4 separate regions of the Sus scrofa genome follow, and regions 1, 3 and 4 are each linked to region 2. Evidence: chromatin contacts called from public Hi-C data. All regions are on one chromosome and are shown on one strand. Each heading gives the region's core, a stretch centred on a gene start, on an enhancer-like site or on the middle of the called end of the contact. The rest is flanking DNA. Distances are from core to core; before and after follow the strand shown. Region 1 has its middle 19 kb from the start of DCLK2. Region 2 overlaps DCLK2 (serine/threonine-protein kinase DCLK2). Region 3 has its middle 58 kb from the start of DCLK2. Region 4 holds the start of LOC102165147 (formin-like protein 5).

Region 1 (3,428 bases), core at 223-2,722, 160 kb after region 2:
TAACTAGTTACAATTTAAGCAAGGAAATGCCTGGATGTATTTTTGTTACAGGTAAGTGGATTTGGTTGTCTATCCACCATAGGGGAAGAGAGTGAAAAGTAATCTTGACAAATGCTGTTCAGGTGTGGTATTGGTCAGAACAAAGAAGATAGAGGTTGACTGACCACAAGGCTGTGTTCTTATGATCTTCTCAACATTGCTGCTATCCTGTTCTAAATAAAGAGCCATTGCCCAGAAGTTCCCTTTTGAGATTCCAATTTTCAAAAGCCTTCTCTGTTTGCAGCCTTCAGTTTCTAAAATAAAATAGGAAGACTTCTCCTTGGAGGAAACGTTTAGCAATAGCAGCCACGAAAGTCTGAAAGGGAAACTCATTGTCCAGCAAAAGAAAGGAGACACATCTAGATTCCTAGCTTTTAAATTTTATTTGACTTCCTGAGCTTTCTAAAAGTTCCTTAGATAAACAGAAAAGGGAAATGAGACAATCAAGAATGTTTCAGTTTGTATTTGAAATAAGTGAACAAACAATCGTCACAAGGATGTTCACAAACATCCTTTAGGCTTAATTAAAAAAAAAAAAAAAAAAAAAAGAATAGGGAGTTCCCATCGTGGCACAGCGGAAACAAATCTGCCTAGGAACCATGAGGTTGCTGGTTCCATCCATGGCCTCACTCAGTGGGTTAAGGCTCCGACTGTGCCATGAGCTATGGTATAGGTCGCAGATAGAGCTCAGATCTGGCATTGCTGTGGCTGTGGTGTAGGCCAGCAGCTATAGCTCCAATGAGAACCCTAGCCTGGAAACCTCCATATGCTGAGGGTGTGGTCCTAAAAAGACAAAAAGACAAAAAAAAAAAAAAAAAAAAGAGGAAGAATAAAAGAAAAAAGCCATTACAGTTCTTTTTTGTGTGTGACATCCCCAATGTGTTTATTCATTGATTCATTCTTTTATTTACTAAATTTTGTTGAGCATCTACTATGTGTCAGATGTTATACTAGGTGCTAAGTTGAAAATGTGACTTGACTAGTAATTCCACAGTGATCATTCAATGTGATAAACTCAGTCTTCCTTCTGTGTCGTGGCTGTTGTGGGCTGGCTAATTCGTTTTTATTTAATCATTCTTCTAGTGTGTATTCCTCTACTGCAGAGCTCAGAATGTTGAAAATTTCATTCCCCATGCTAGGTTCCTCCAATTGCGTACACTTGCATGAGATTTGGGAGGTAGAAGTAAAGTGAGGTGTTTTTCTTGATGTTTGCCTTATTCTGCTGGCAAACAAGGTCATGAAATGTGGAGTTTTCTCCTAGTGATGCTACCATGTGCATCATCCAGCTTTCTATGTCTTGAGAGGAATTAGCTCTGGAGAGGAAGCTGAATGAGATTCTCCATTCCCACTTCCTAACTTCTCCACTACTGTTATGACCATATGTTCTTGAGCTCAGTTGTTCAGACAGTAGCCTCAGAGGAGCAGCTTCCCAGTGAGTCATTTCTAAGGAATGGTTTTACGATTCATTTCTAGAGACCAAGCTCTGCCAGGCATTTTATTAGCACCTAATCCCATGTACTTTTCAGTTTGAAACATGAAGAGCACTTTCTGTTTCCTGATTGAATCACACCCAACACACCTTCCAATGTTATTTAGGGATATAGTAGTAGTAGTAGAACTCTTAGAGATTCGGCATTTGGGGATATTTTTGTTATAATGGATCCCTATGTATTTAGTTTCTTTTTTCTTATCAAATATAGCAATGACAGTTAGAACATGCATGCATTAGGGGGTTCATTGGAATTGACAATGTATTGTAGAAGCACAGGCTCCAAGTCAGACAATCTGAGGTTCCTCAAGAAAAGATGAGCTTCTTAAAAGCTGAAATTTTGGTTTGCTGTGGATTCCCCTGGTTCTAAAAGTGCCTGGCACACAACAGACCCTTATAATAAATTTCCTTTGAACAGATTCTTTGACTCCTCCTCTAACACGTATTGGCTGAATTGCATGGCCCCCTGGGAAGGCAGATTGCGCCAGTGCAGGTACTGTACTTTCCCAAGAGCAGAACATCTGTGGATCCAGGCAGGTTAGGCCTGGGTGCCAGCGCTGCTGTAGACCCTGCCATTATGGGTGTAATGGAGATTGTGGCTAAGCCTGGTCCTCCCTCAGGAGGATTCTGGAAAAGCTCTAGGAGTTTGGAAATGTGTGGCAGTGGCTGGGGACTCTTCATGGAGCAGGCAAACGGAGCCAAGCAAACCTGGGGGTGTGCGTATCCTGGGCCTAACCTACCCATTTACATTTCTATGTGGGGCATGAGTCATCAGATATACAGTTCTTCTGCCAGCCTAACCCAGGAAAAATGCAACATTTTCATTCTTTGGTGAGAGGAGAGTTTCTGGATCTGCTGCTGATCACCTGATTGCCATTGGCCAGACGCAAATGTTATGCCGAAGAGACAAAATTTTGTTTCCTCAATGGAAATAGCTTCTCAGCATGATGTAGAGCAAGGATTAGGAGTATAACACGTAACTGGATCCCTTCCTAGCCTCAGAGCTTGGGCAAGTATCAGACTTCTCTGAGTTTTAGTTCCCTACATGCTGAAGGAGCAAAGTGAAGGGGCAGAGCGATCTGCCTTCCCAGTGGGCCATGTAATCCAGCCAATACGTGTTAGAGGAGGAGTCAAACAAATCCTTTCAAAGGAAATTTATTATAACGGTCTGTTGTGTGCCAGGCACTTTTAGAACCAGGGGAATCCATGGTGAACCAAAGTTACCAGGTCATGGTGAAGATCAGATTTAGTTATGCAAAAAGCATGGGTATTCTCCTGACTTCTCCAGCTTAAAAATGAACCCAGTGATGTGTGCCATCCCTGATACCCAGACCCTTGAATCACTCCTGAACCTCATCTCATGGCTCTGTGCTGTGCGTTGTTCATGTAAGATATTTACACATTATTCAGTGGGCACCTAATATTGCAGAATATTGCAGCAGAGACTGTGTGGGATCAAAGATGAGATGGAGCCGCTAAGGGGCTGATACCCTGGGCCTCCATCCATGTCCCAATGTCCTAGGAGGGGGCAGGGAGACTGACCTTGGAGATAATGGTCCATAAACATCATCACCACCCACAGCAGACCATGGTATTCTGTTTTTTCTACAGGTTTTTCTTTTGGGGGGAGGCAAAAGCTGTATTCCTTGAGTCCACTTAAAAATCCTTTTTACAAATAAGGCCTCAAGGATAGAGGTTTTCTTTCAAAGTAGTAATTGGTGGCAGCTCATTAACTCATTCTCTTTTGCATCTCATACTCTGTTGCATCTCTTTCTTGGTGGCTTCAGGCTGTCCCAGCAAGGAAGAGTCAGCAGAATCTCACTCCAGGGGCCCGCTGAGTGAGATGGAGAGTTGCTTTTCCTATTTTTTCCTAGCACTTTGTGATTTTTAACACCATGGG
Region 2 (3,406 bases), core at 358-2,857:
CTACCTGCTTCCAATCCCACAGGCCTGAGTCACAGAGCAGCAGTGCTAGGCAGCAGGCAGTGCCCTGGTCCCTCCCGAGAGCAGCAGCTGTGCAGCCAACCCCTCATGGCCAAAGAGACAAAGGAAAGCCCCCATAAACTCTCCACATCCATATGCTTGCTTAGGAGGCTTTGAATCATCTGTGCCAACCATGTCCTTAATTACAGTAACAAGCCGGGGTGGATGTACCTTTTGTTTCTGCTTTTAGGAATGCACCTGCTGCACATGGAAGTTCGCAGGTTTGGGGTCCAATCAGAGCTACAGCTGCTGGTCTACACCACAGCCATGGCAACACCAGATCCGAGCCGCCTCTGCAACCTACACCGAAGCTTGTGGCAGTGCTGGATCCTCAACCCACTGAGTGTGGTCAAGGATTGAACCCACATCCTCATAGCTACTATGTCAGGTTCTTAACCCACTGAGCAACAACAGGAACTTCAGGCCTTTGATTTTAAGCCAAATGGGTCTTGCACTACAATCCTCCTCCCTCCTTCCCGTTTCCCTAAAGTTAGAAGAGTCTATAAAGTTCCCTCTATTCAGGGGCTCTATTTGGGATGCTCATTTAGACTGACCTATGTAAAATAATCCCCATCACCAGTATGCCAAGAACTCTCAAAACGGAGTTAAAACAGGAGTCTTCCCCATAGAGAGACGACACCTCCCCAAAGTCATCTTTTTTTTCTTTCTTTTTTGCTTTTTTTTTAGGGCCACAACTACAGCATATGGAGGTTCCCAGGCCAGGGGTCTAATCGGAGCTACGGCTGCTGGCCTACACCACAGCCACAGCAACACAGGATCCAAGCCACATCTGCAAACTACACCACAGCTCATGGCAATGATGGATCCTTGACCCACTGAGCAAGGCCAGGGATCAAACCTGCAGCCTTATGGTTCCTAGTCAGATTCGTTTCTGCTGTGCCACGATGGGAACTCCCCAAAGTCATCTTTTCATTGAAACACACAACAGAGAGCCTTCTGGGCTACACACTGTGGAAGTTCAACCAGGGCAGTGCTACATTTCAAATGTTAGATGTGTATCGCAGCATTTTCTCCACCATTATTCACTATCTTGGCTTAGTGTATGCTACTCAACCATGGCTCGCATTCCACGTACACAGTGAAGGGTTTTGTTGGGACAAGGGAGCTATTAGCCTTTGTTTCCCAACATGCGATGATGCCGGGTAAAAATGCCTTTGAAGGAAAAAGTCACCTTTTAAACTAAACCATCCTCAGAAGCAAAACGGAACAGGGCCCCGAAACCTTTATGAACAGCATCTTCCTATTTCTTAAGCAACACATATGTCAGCTTTGTTTCTCACATGTAAAAATGCTCTAGATGACGTGTTCCAGGAAAACATTTCTCGATGCGGATGTGAACATCGCTTTTGTCTTGAACTGCACTGAACTTACATTATTCAGTCATTTACCATTATTTATGTTAAGTGATTCATGATTCTAACTCCAGATAATTTACATATGAATCATTTCATGGCTGTGTGCCCTAGTTTTGTGAGAGAGGAGAAAACGGCTGGCCGACTTGGCAAAGGATACTGCCTTCTCCTTGGCCATGGTGGTTTTTAGCAGAGAAGAGAGAGACAGCCAGCCAGGGCCAGAGAGAAATGGATTAGGGGATGAATAAACAACTCTCCCAAAGCAGACGAATCATCTTGTCTCCAGGCCTTCCCTCCTGTGTCCTCTGTCCCATGGAAGAAACCTGGCTGCACAGAGCAGAGGGGAGCTCCTCGCCCACCCTCCTTCCCACCCCCTCTGGCACAGCCAACCACCAGTCCCCTACATCTGGCTTCTTAACAGCCTGAATACACCATCCCCTCTGCTCTATCCCTTTGGCCAATCTCCCATCTAGACCTCCAGGTGTTTGCACAGGCAATTTGCTTTGCCTTAGAACTTGCCTTCCCCTCTTCTTGGTGAACTTCTACTTATTCCCCAGGATCTCATGAAATCTCACCTCCTCGTGGTAGCCTCCCCGGCTCAACCATGGCTGGATTAGGAACCCCTCCCCTTTATTCTCATTGCCCCCTGAGCGTGCTCCAACCGTGGCTGTCACCCTGCCGTGGTGGAGGTTTCCGTTGACCTCGCTCTCCAGCAACTAGCACAGTTTGTTCTGAAGTGCTTGAGTAAGTGGAGGCATAAACACACTGTGCTCTCGGTCAACAGTGGCTTTACAGCTGGTACCTCTATTGCGGAGTGAATACTGCTGAGGATAATACAGTGAGGGAGAGAAGCTCTTCAGAGCACTCTATGTGATTTCTGTGGTGGACAAATGCAGCAGGTTGAATAATAGCCACACAACATTAGCAAGTCATAATGCCTAGAACTTGTAAATATTACTGTACTTGGAAAAAATATCTTTGGAGATGTGATTAAAGATTCTGCAATGAAGAGATAACTGTGGGATTTCCTCTCGTGGCTCAATGGTTAACAAAACTGACTAGCATCCATGAGGACTTGGGTTCGATTCCCGACCTTGCTCAGTGGGTTAAGGATCCAGCATTGCCGTGAGTTTCGGTGTTGGTCACAGACACAGCTTGGATCTGGTATTGCTGTGGCTGTGCTGTAGGCCAGTGGCTGGAACCTCCATATGCCACAGGTGCAGACCTAAAAGAACAAAACAAAACAAACAAAAAAAAAAAAAAAAAAAAGAGAGAGAGAGAGAAAAAGAGATAACTGTGGATTATCTGCATGCCATCACAAGTGTTTTTATGAGACCCAAGCGGGGGAGGGGGGGTGGGATTTCACACACAGAAGAGGAAAAATAAACATACAGAGGAGAAGGAGAAGTGAAGATGGAGCAAAGCTTGCAGTGATGTGGCTACAAGCCAAGGAACACTCAGCCACCAGAAGCTCTTTAGAGTCAAAGGACAGATTCTCCCCAAAACCCTATAGGTCAGCATGGATTTGGGACTTTTACTCCCAGAACTGTGAGAAAATAAGTTTCTGTTGTAAGCCATCAAATTTGTGGTAATTTACTCCAACAGCCTGAGGAAACTAAGACCATATGCATTTGGATTTCTGTCCTGCCTGGACCCAGAACAAGGGGATAATGAACGCAGAATGACAGGAAGAGAAGGAAGGGCCACTTCCAAGCTCAGGGCTTCCTAACTGATGGGAATTTGAGAAATACTCAGGATAAATATCAGAGTATGAAACATGGAAGACTCTTTTTTTAAAGGGATCATAATTTTTTAAAAATTCTGTTGGAGTATAGTTGACTTAGAATGTTGTGTTAGTTTCAGGGGTACAGCAAAGTGAATCAATTATACATATACTTATATTCATTCCTTTCAGATTCTTCCCCAGGTAGTTATTATAGAGGACTGACTAGATTTCCCTGTGCTATGTGGTAGGT
Region 3 (3,315 bases), core at 55-2,554, 200 kb after region 2:
TTGTAAAACCTAACTTTATGGCTTATCAACAAGGCAACCAAACCTAAAGAAATTGTTCAACAAGGGGCTTTTGGAGTCAAACACCAGAGATTTATGTTATACCTGGGATAGTCTCTCTGTGTGTGTGTATTAAAATCAGATTGTAGATTCTAGAATTCTAAGAATTATTTTTTTTCTTTTTTCTTTCTTTCTTTTTTTTTTTTTTTTTTTTTTTTTTTTTGGTCTTTTTAGGGCAGCACCTGCAACATATGGAAGTTCCCAGGCTAGGGGTCAAATTGGAGCTATGGTTGCCAGCCTAAACCACAGCCACAGCAATGTGGGATCCAAGCCATGTCTATGACCTACACCACAGCTCACAGCAATGCTGGATCCTTAACCCACTGAGTGAGGCCAGGGATCAAACTCATATCCCCATGGATCCCAGTCGGTTTTGTTACCGTTGAGCCATGATGGGAACTCCCCTAAGAATTATTTCTAATTTTGTTTGTGATATAAACATGAATGGGTATCAGCAGCAGATGAACTCACAGAACGTTCTCATTTCAGTAAAGTGATGAAAGGAAATGTGCTTCTCGGGCAACTGTAGAAATGACTTCACCCTACTCAAGAAAGAACATGTACAACCCATGACACTTTCTCAAAAAAGAAAAGCTTTCAAATATTTGCTTGGTTTGTAAAATTTTTTCCTTCCCTTCAAAGGCTGCCATTTTGTCACTTACTCTTCAAAGAACCTCTATGGGATTGAACTTCTGAGAGAAGGGCATCCTTCCTCATCGCCAGATATTATTGGTTTCGGAGTCAAAGATGCTACGTTATGATGAGCTAAGCCTGTTTCTTATTAGCGCTGTCCTCCTGATGGGTTACAGCAGTGCTAAGACACCAAATGTGAGAGGGCATTCACTTCTCCATTGCTTACTGCTTAGAATCTGTGTCATCTGTAGACCAGAAGGCCAATAAAGAAATCACTGCCATTTTCAGCTGGGTCAAGAAGTTCTACGACCACCTCTACAGTCTTGCCTTTTATGCTGCATTGATCCAGTGCCTCTGTGGTCACCATTATCCTTTTGTAAGGATAATCCCACGCCCTTAATTGGTCCACTGTGTAAAGAGCTCTGCAGTCTTCTGTTGAGTTTGTATGTCCTCAGACGTGTCTGTGAGTTGGGAGATGTACTTTACATACCAATGCCCTGATTTTTTTTTTTTTTTTTCCACTGTAGGGGAAGTTAGATTGTGCTTTACTATACTGGCTGGAATGTCTGACATTTTATAACTGCCCTGACTCATCTTTCCCAGATGACTAAATAGATAACTGAGTTTTTCACACAGTCTCTGCTTACACTGGGCGTGCCTAAGGAATTTAAATAACACTGTGCATGAGTTATCTGCTCTGAAACATGCCTTGTGTGGGAAAATTGCATTGTTTCTCTGTGCCTTTGAGGGTTCAATAGTAATTGACTAGGTGATTTCTAAAAGGGGGCCTTCACACTACCTTAACTATCTGACATTATGGATATCAAAGAAATTGTTTCCATGAGAGTGTTAGGTAGAGTCTGTAGCCTGAAATTGAGTCTGACCATGAAATAAATGGTAACCCATGTAGATTATTTATTCCATATTTACTAGGCACCCATTATGTGGCAGGCTATTTGATATACATCATCAATGCATTTATTTTAGGTTATAACAGACTTAGGCATCTTGATTATTGCAGGAAAGGACTTTATTGGGCTTTGGTACACACCTGATTAAAAAAAATAAAGATGTAAAACACTGCTCCTTCATCTCAGACCTGTGCAATAAAATCATATCTCTGAGCCAGTTATGTCAGATACTTTTGTTTCTCATAATTCTCTGTATTTTATCCCTGTTCAATCATCTTCAAGCACATGGTCACATACAAGAGAGCACAGATTCTTTTTTTTTTTTTAATTATTATTATTATTATTTTGTCTTTTGTTGTTGTTGTTGTTGCTATTTCTTGGGCCACTCCCGCGGCATATGGAGGTTCCCAGGCTAGGGGTCCAATCGGAGCTGTAACCACCGGCCTACGCCAGAGCCACAGCAACGCGGGATCCGAGCCGCGTCTGCAACCTACACCACAGCTCACGGCAACGCCGGATCGTTTAACCCACTGAGCAAGGGCAGGGACCGAACCCACAACCTCATGGTTCCTAGTCGGATTCGTTAACCACTGCGCCACGACGGGAACTCCAGAGCACAGATTCTTAATGAAGGCTTGAATTGAACTGACTAGGTCTTTCTCATTCAGCATGTCCCCACAGGTTCCCTCACAGGATTCAGCATGATTATCCCAGGGCTTGAATTCTACTTCTCCCTCCGAACCTGGGCTGATCACTTAGCTTCCTAAGCCTCCGTTTCCTCATCTACCAAACGGTTAAACTAATACCACCACAGGGAATGCTCATACCTTGGCAGGAATTCTTTACAGTACTAGGCAATCTTTTAACTGAGCTGTAACGGATGAGTAGACTTTCCCTAGGCAAAGAAAAAAGAATGTTTCAGTTAGAGGAAATGTCACTTGTTATGAGCCCAGAGTAATATTTATTAGTTAAAACTACACTTTGGAGTTCCCGCTGTAGCACAGTCGGTTAAGGGTCCGGCATCGTGCCTGAAGTGGCACAGGTTCCAGCCCCAGCCAGCACAGTGGGTTAAGGATATGGCATTGCTGTGGCTGTGGCATAGGCTGGCAACTGTGGCTTGGATTTGATCCCTGGCCCAGGAACTTCCATTTGCCACAGGTGTGGCCAACCCCCGCCCCCAACAAACTAAAAAGGGCAAAAAACCCCTACATTTTTAGTTTATCTAGTCTGGATTATGTGCACACCAGGGGTTTGTATGCTGCCGTTTAATCATGAGGCTCTACTCTAGAGATGGCAACTGCAAGGGCTTCAGATATTTTTTGCCTTTTTTTCCTCCTTTTTATGGCCACACCTGTGGCATATGGAAGTGGAAGTTTCCAGGCCAGGGGTCAAATCAGAACAGCATCTGTAACCTACACTGCGGCTTGTGGCAGCGCCAGATCCATTAAGGCCAGGGATCAAACCCACATCCTCACAGACACTATGTCGTGTTCTTGACTTGCTGAGTCACAAACAGGAACTCCCAGATATATATTTTTTTAATCCCTGCTCATCACATCACTGCAGGAATATATAATGTATATATAATGTTTTATATATATATAAAATGTTAGTAATGTGGCTTTCATTGGTGAAATTAGTGGCTAATTTAGCATAAAATATATTAATAATGGGTCTTCAGTGGTCAAATTAGTGGTATTCAATACATGTGGAT
Region 4 (3,385 bases), core at 232-2,731, 140 kb after region 2:
CGCTTTCTCTCTGACGGGAAAGAAGAATTCAAGGATGACACATCATCCAGCCAAGCAATCCCTCTGAGTGAAGCATGGTTGCCACTATAGTTGCCCTCTAGTTTATAAGAGGCCCCAACTAGCTACTATCAGTAGGGGAGCAAGCAGGAGAGACTGACCTTGGTTCACCTCATCATCAACCAAATTCAGCACAGTGGTTCTCAATCTTTGTGGTACATTCAAATCACCTGAGGAGCTTTTAAAACTCTAGATGCCCAAAGGCCACACCCCAAGCCAATGACATCCAAATGCCTGGGCGTCTGGCCCAGGCACCCAGATGTCTTAAAGTCCCCAGTGATCCAAGATGCAACCAAAGTTGAGAACTGGTTTTAGGAACAGCCCTCTGGACCTCATGGAACTTCTGCTGCAAGCCAAACCAGGAAAGCCAAACTAGGGTATTCTACAACCACAGTTTCTTAGTAGAGACGGTCAGCAGGGTCCTGAAACACCACAGGTGCCTGCACTGAGGTCCACACAGAGGGCTGAACAGACAGCTTATTAGAGGGTTACCCAGATCCTTACACAAGAGCCACTGTCACAAAGAGTTTGCACTTCAAAAAAAAAAAAAAAAAAAAGCACAAAAACAAGTTCACCAATCTAAAGAGATGAAAGAGATGTCATCAAAGCCCTTTAAGATTTTTTTTTTTCCTTTCTTTCTTTCTTTTAAAGGCACATCTTTTGGGAAGGACCGCCTGGGTATGTGCGGAAGCGAGCCCCACACCTACAGCCTGCAGGAAAGCAGACATTAGCACACAATTCCCGCGGCCTCTTAGAATCCCCACAGGCTCCCCAGCCTGGGCGGGCGGGTGCACCTGCCGGTCGCCGCCGCACCTGCCGCTCCCGGCCCTCCCCTCCTACCTTCCAGCAGCTCGTCCAGGCTGGTGACCTTCCGGCTGCCGTCGATGGTGTAGATAGTGCGGACTCCCTGGGGCAGGTTCACGTTGTCCGACAGGGAACGGGTGAGCTCCATGAGCAGCGCATCGAAGGACCGGAAGCGGTCGCTCGAGATGGCAAACACCAGGCCCTTGAAGTAGCGGTCCCCATTCCGGTAGAAGCGCGCCTTCTTGGCCTTCTTCTCGGAGCTCAGGGCCTGCAGGGTCCGCGTGCGGTAGAAGCTGCAGTGGGCACTGTGCGCCGGGCTGGGAATGAGCCCGTTCCCCTTGGGGCCCGAGCTGCTGCTGCCCCCGGAGGAGCTGGGCGCCCCTCTCCGCGATCCCGGCCGGGGCCTTTTGTCCCGTTCCTCAAAGTGCTCCAGTTCAATACTCCTGGTGCTGGCCATCGTGGCTGCTCCGAGGCCGCCACACCAAACACGTCCCAGTCAAATCCGCCAGGTAGCCCGGTGTCAAGGTGAGAACCGGTTCAGGAACGTCAGGCTGCAAGGGGCCTTAGAGCGCCGGGACACCTGGCTCTGGCATCCCGCCCTCTCCTTGCAGGTGGAGCGGATGAGGCGCCGGCCTGCCCGCGCCCCCCCCTAAAAGTGGCCGCAGCGCCGAGCCGCCCAGCTCATTGTCCGGCGCGCCCCGCTCGATCCCTCCACGCCCCCCCTAGCGCCTCCTCCTCCTCCCGGCCACGCCTCACCACTCCCGCCCCGGAGCCGGCCGGCCGCCGCCGCCAAGTTGGGCAACCCGAGGCTCGCCCCGGGCCAGCCGCCGCCGCACACAAAGCTCGGGCGCCCACCGCTGCTCGCGTCCGCCTGCGACTCCCGGGAGAGCCCGGGGGAAGGAAGGGAAGGAGGGGCTGAGGAGGCGCCGCGGGCCCGCGGGGGCGTCGGCCCGGCCCCCGCCCGCCCAAGCGCCCGGCGGGAGGCCCGGGATGCTGCGCCGCCGCCGCCGCCGCCGCCTCGCTGGCCCCCTGGCCCTGCCCGAGGGGCGCGTCCCTCCCACAGACCGGCCCTAGCGGGGAATCACGCAGCCCGCCGCCCCTGCCGCCGGCCGGCCCAGCCCGCCCGCGAGCATCGGTGCCCGGGCCCGACCACGCAGCCTGCCGGGCCGGCTGTCAGGGCTGGAGGAGGCTTCCTGCCCCCTCCCCCGCCCCAGGGCTGCCAAACCCCGGAGGGCGGAGGTGAGCGGGGAGGAGGGGGCCGGACGGGTCTGCGCGGAGGCTCTGCAGCGGGAGAGGAGCGGCTCCTCCTGGGTCCTAGGCTGCCCCGCCCGCCTGACAGCCACAAACCCGCGCTGCGCACTGATGGGCGCAGCCGCGGCCCGCGCTTCTCCGCCTGGGAAGCGGAACCGCGCAGGCCAAAAACTACAAAGGAAGGAGATTCAAGGGCAGGGACTTCATCCCTCAGCCAGCCGCCAAACGAGGAGCCAAGGCCGGCCTAGGGCAGGAATCCGAACCACGGCATTGAATCGAGGCACGCAATTTCTTGTAAAAAAAAAAATCTGGAGCGTTATGTAAAAATGCTTTGATAGAGTAATTTCCATGGCAGATTCGCTAGCATAGTACATTCAGTAACTTTGAATGATCAGAAGTTATTGGTTTTTGAGGAATTTATTTAATCCACAAATGTTTATTAAAGCATTCAGTGTGCCGGGCTCTGTGTCCATCACTGGGGAGGCCGTAGTAAAGGAAACAGGCAATCCCTGCCCCCACCCCCTCGCATTCAAGTGATGTTTATTGCAGTCAATTTGAGCTTCTTATTAAGTAATAGGTCTGGCATTTGTAAGCACCCATCATACTGGAAATCTTGGTTTAATAGTGCCTGGTCAACAGTAAAAGCCTATTTTCCTAAGGCTTTGCAATATATTAGTTACTTCCATTTTTGCCATCAGGGAAAGATTAAAAGAAGTTTGGTTCTAATCTGACAGGTGGCTAAGGTGCCCTGAAACCTTTGGTTATTCAGCACCTGGATCTCTGAGTCACCCTAGACAGCAAACTAAACTGACCTGTAAGGTAAGAACATGGATGATTTTGGGGGAATAAACTGAGTCCTGGAAGAGCATGAATAAGAGAAGGTGAAAATATATGTAGTACTTCAGCAGCATGCAGTGGTCCAGAAGATTCGTGCTCAGTGCATCTTAGTTCTCCCAGGGCGGTCTCATTCTCACACCTTGGCATACCTGACTTCTAGAACCAGGACTGGAGCATGCTGGGAAGTCAGGGCTGATCTGTGGTTTCAAAGGAGTTTTCCAGGGGAAAAAAATTCATAAATAAAATTGGGCCATGACAGACCTCAACGTAGACCAATTAAATCAGAATCTCTGGAAATGGGCTTCTCCAACAGTATTTTTTGGAAATGCTTCCAGTATACAGCCAGGGTTTCCAACCCTTAATGAGCTGTAATATTAAGATTCATTAAAATTCAAACAGATCAGGGCTGCTTCTCAAACTCTGATGTACTTACATG

What was found. Hi-C and Micro-C count contacts between places; a contact is called where the count stands out from the background.
Region 1: a Hi-C map of embryonic fibroblasts shows a contact between it and region 2, with 3 times the contacts expected there. The contact joins two enhancer-like sites. A contact is called at or near these places in 3 of 47 Hi-C or Micro-C datasets (embryonic fibroblasts and epiblast stem cells).
Region 3: a Hi-C map of embryonic fibroblasts shows a contact between it and region 2, with 2.7 times the contacts expected there. The contact joins two enhancer-like sites. A contact is called at or near these places in 18 of 47 Hi-C or Micro-C datasets (alveolar macrophages, brain, embryonic fibroblasts and 11 more) and 1 of 2 datasets of contacts at active chromatin or transcription factors (skeletal muscle).
Region 4: a Hi-C map of embryonic fibroblasts shows a contact between it and region 2, with 1.7 times the contacts expected there. The contact joins the promoter of LOC102165147 here to the enhancer-like site in region 2. A contact is called at or near these places in 5 of 47 Hi-C or Micro-C datasets (alveolar macrophages, embryonic fibroblasts, epiblast stem cells and 2 more).

What each region holds. Positions count from the first base shown.
Region 1 is chr8:78,872,574-78,876,001 of Sscrofa11.1, forward strand. No RefSeq gene overlaps it. Among named protein-coding and RNA genes, the nearest start is that of DCLK2, 19 kb to the left of the region's middle. Within about 2 kb of position 1,473, at least 2 of the 83 cell types and tissues checked have an H3K27ac peak or open chromatin away from gene starts, as enhancers often do. A contact at or near this core is called in embryonic fibroblasts, where this site is marked.
Region 2 is chr8:78,711,599-78,715,004 of Sscrofa11.1, forward strand. The region is part of intron 9 of DCLK2 (serine/threonine-protein kinase DCLK2); the gene reads right to left. Among named protein-coding and RNA genes, the nearest start is that of DCLK2, 140 kb to the right of the region's middle. Within about 2 kb of position 1,608, at least 11 of the 83 cell types and tissues checked have an H3K27ac peak or open chromatin away from gene starts, as enhancers often do. A contact at or near this core is called in embryonic fibroblasts, where this site is marked.
Region 3 is chr8:78,910,892-78,914,206 of Sscrofa11.1, forward strand. No RefSeq gene overlaps it. Among named protein-coding and RNA genes, the nearest start is that of DCLK2, 58 kb to the left of the region's middle. Within about 2 kb of position 1,305, at least 9 of the 83 cell types and tissues checked have an H3K27ac peak or open chromatin away from gene starts, as enhancers often do. A contact at or near this core is called in embryonic fibroblasts, where this site is marked.
Region 4 is chr8:78,853,299-78,856,683 of Sscrofa11.1, forward strand. It overlaps LOC102165147 (formin-like protein 5), which reads left to right and starts at 1,482. Exons shown (of 2, transcript XM_005666833.2): 1 at 1,482-1,500; 2 at 1,588-2,360. The coding sequence starts at 1,482. The coding sequence ends at 2,360. It overlaps DCLK2 (serine/threonine-protein kinase DCLK2), which reads right to left and starts at 1,611. Exons shown (of 17, transcript XM_021100647.1): 1 at 898-1,611. The coding sequence starts at 1,318.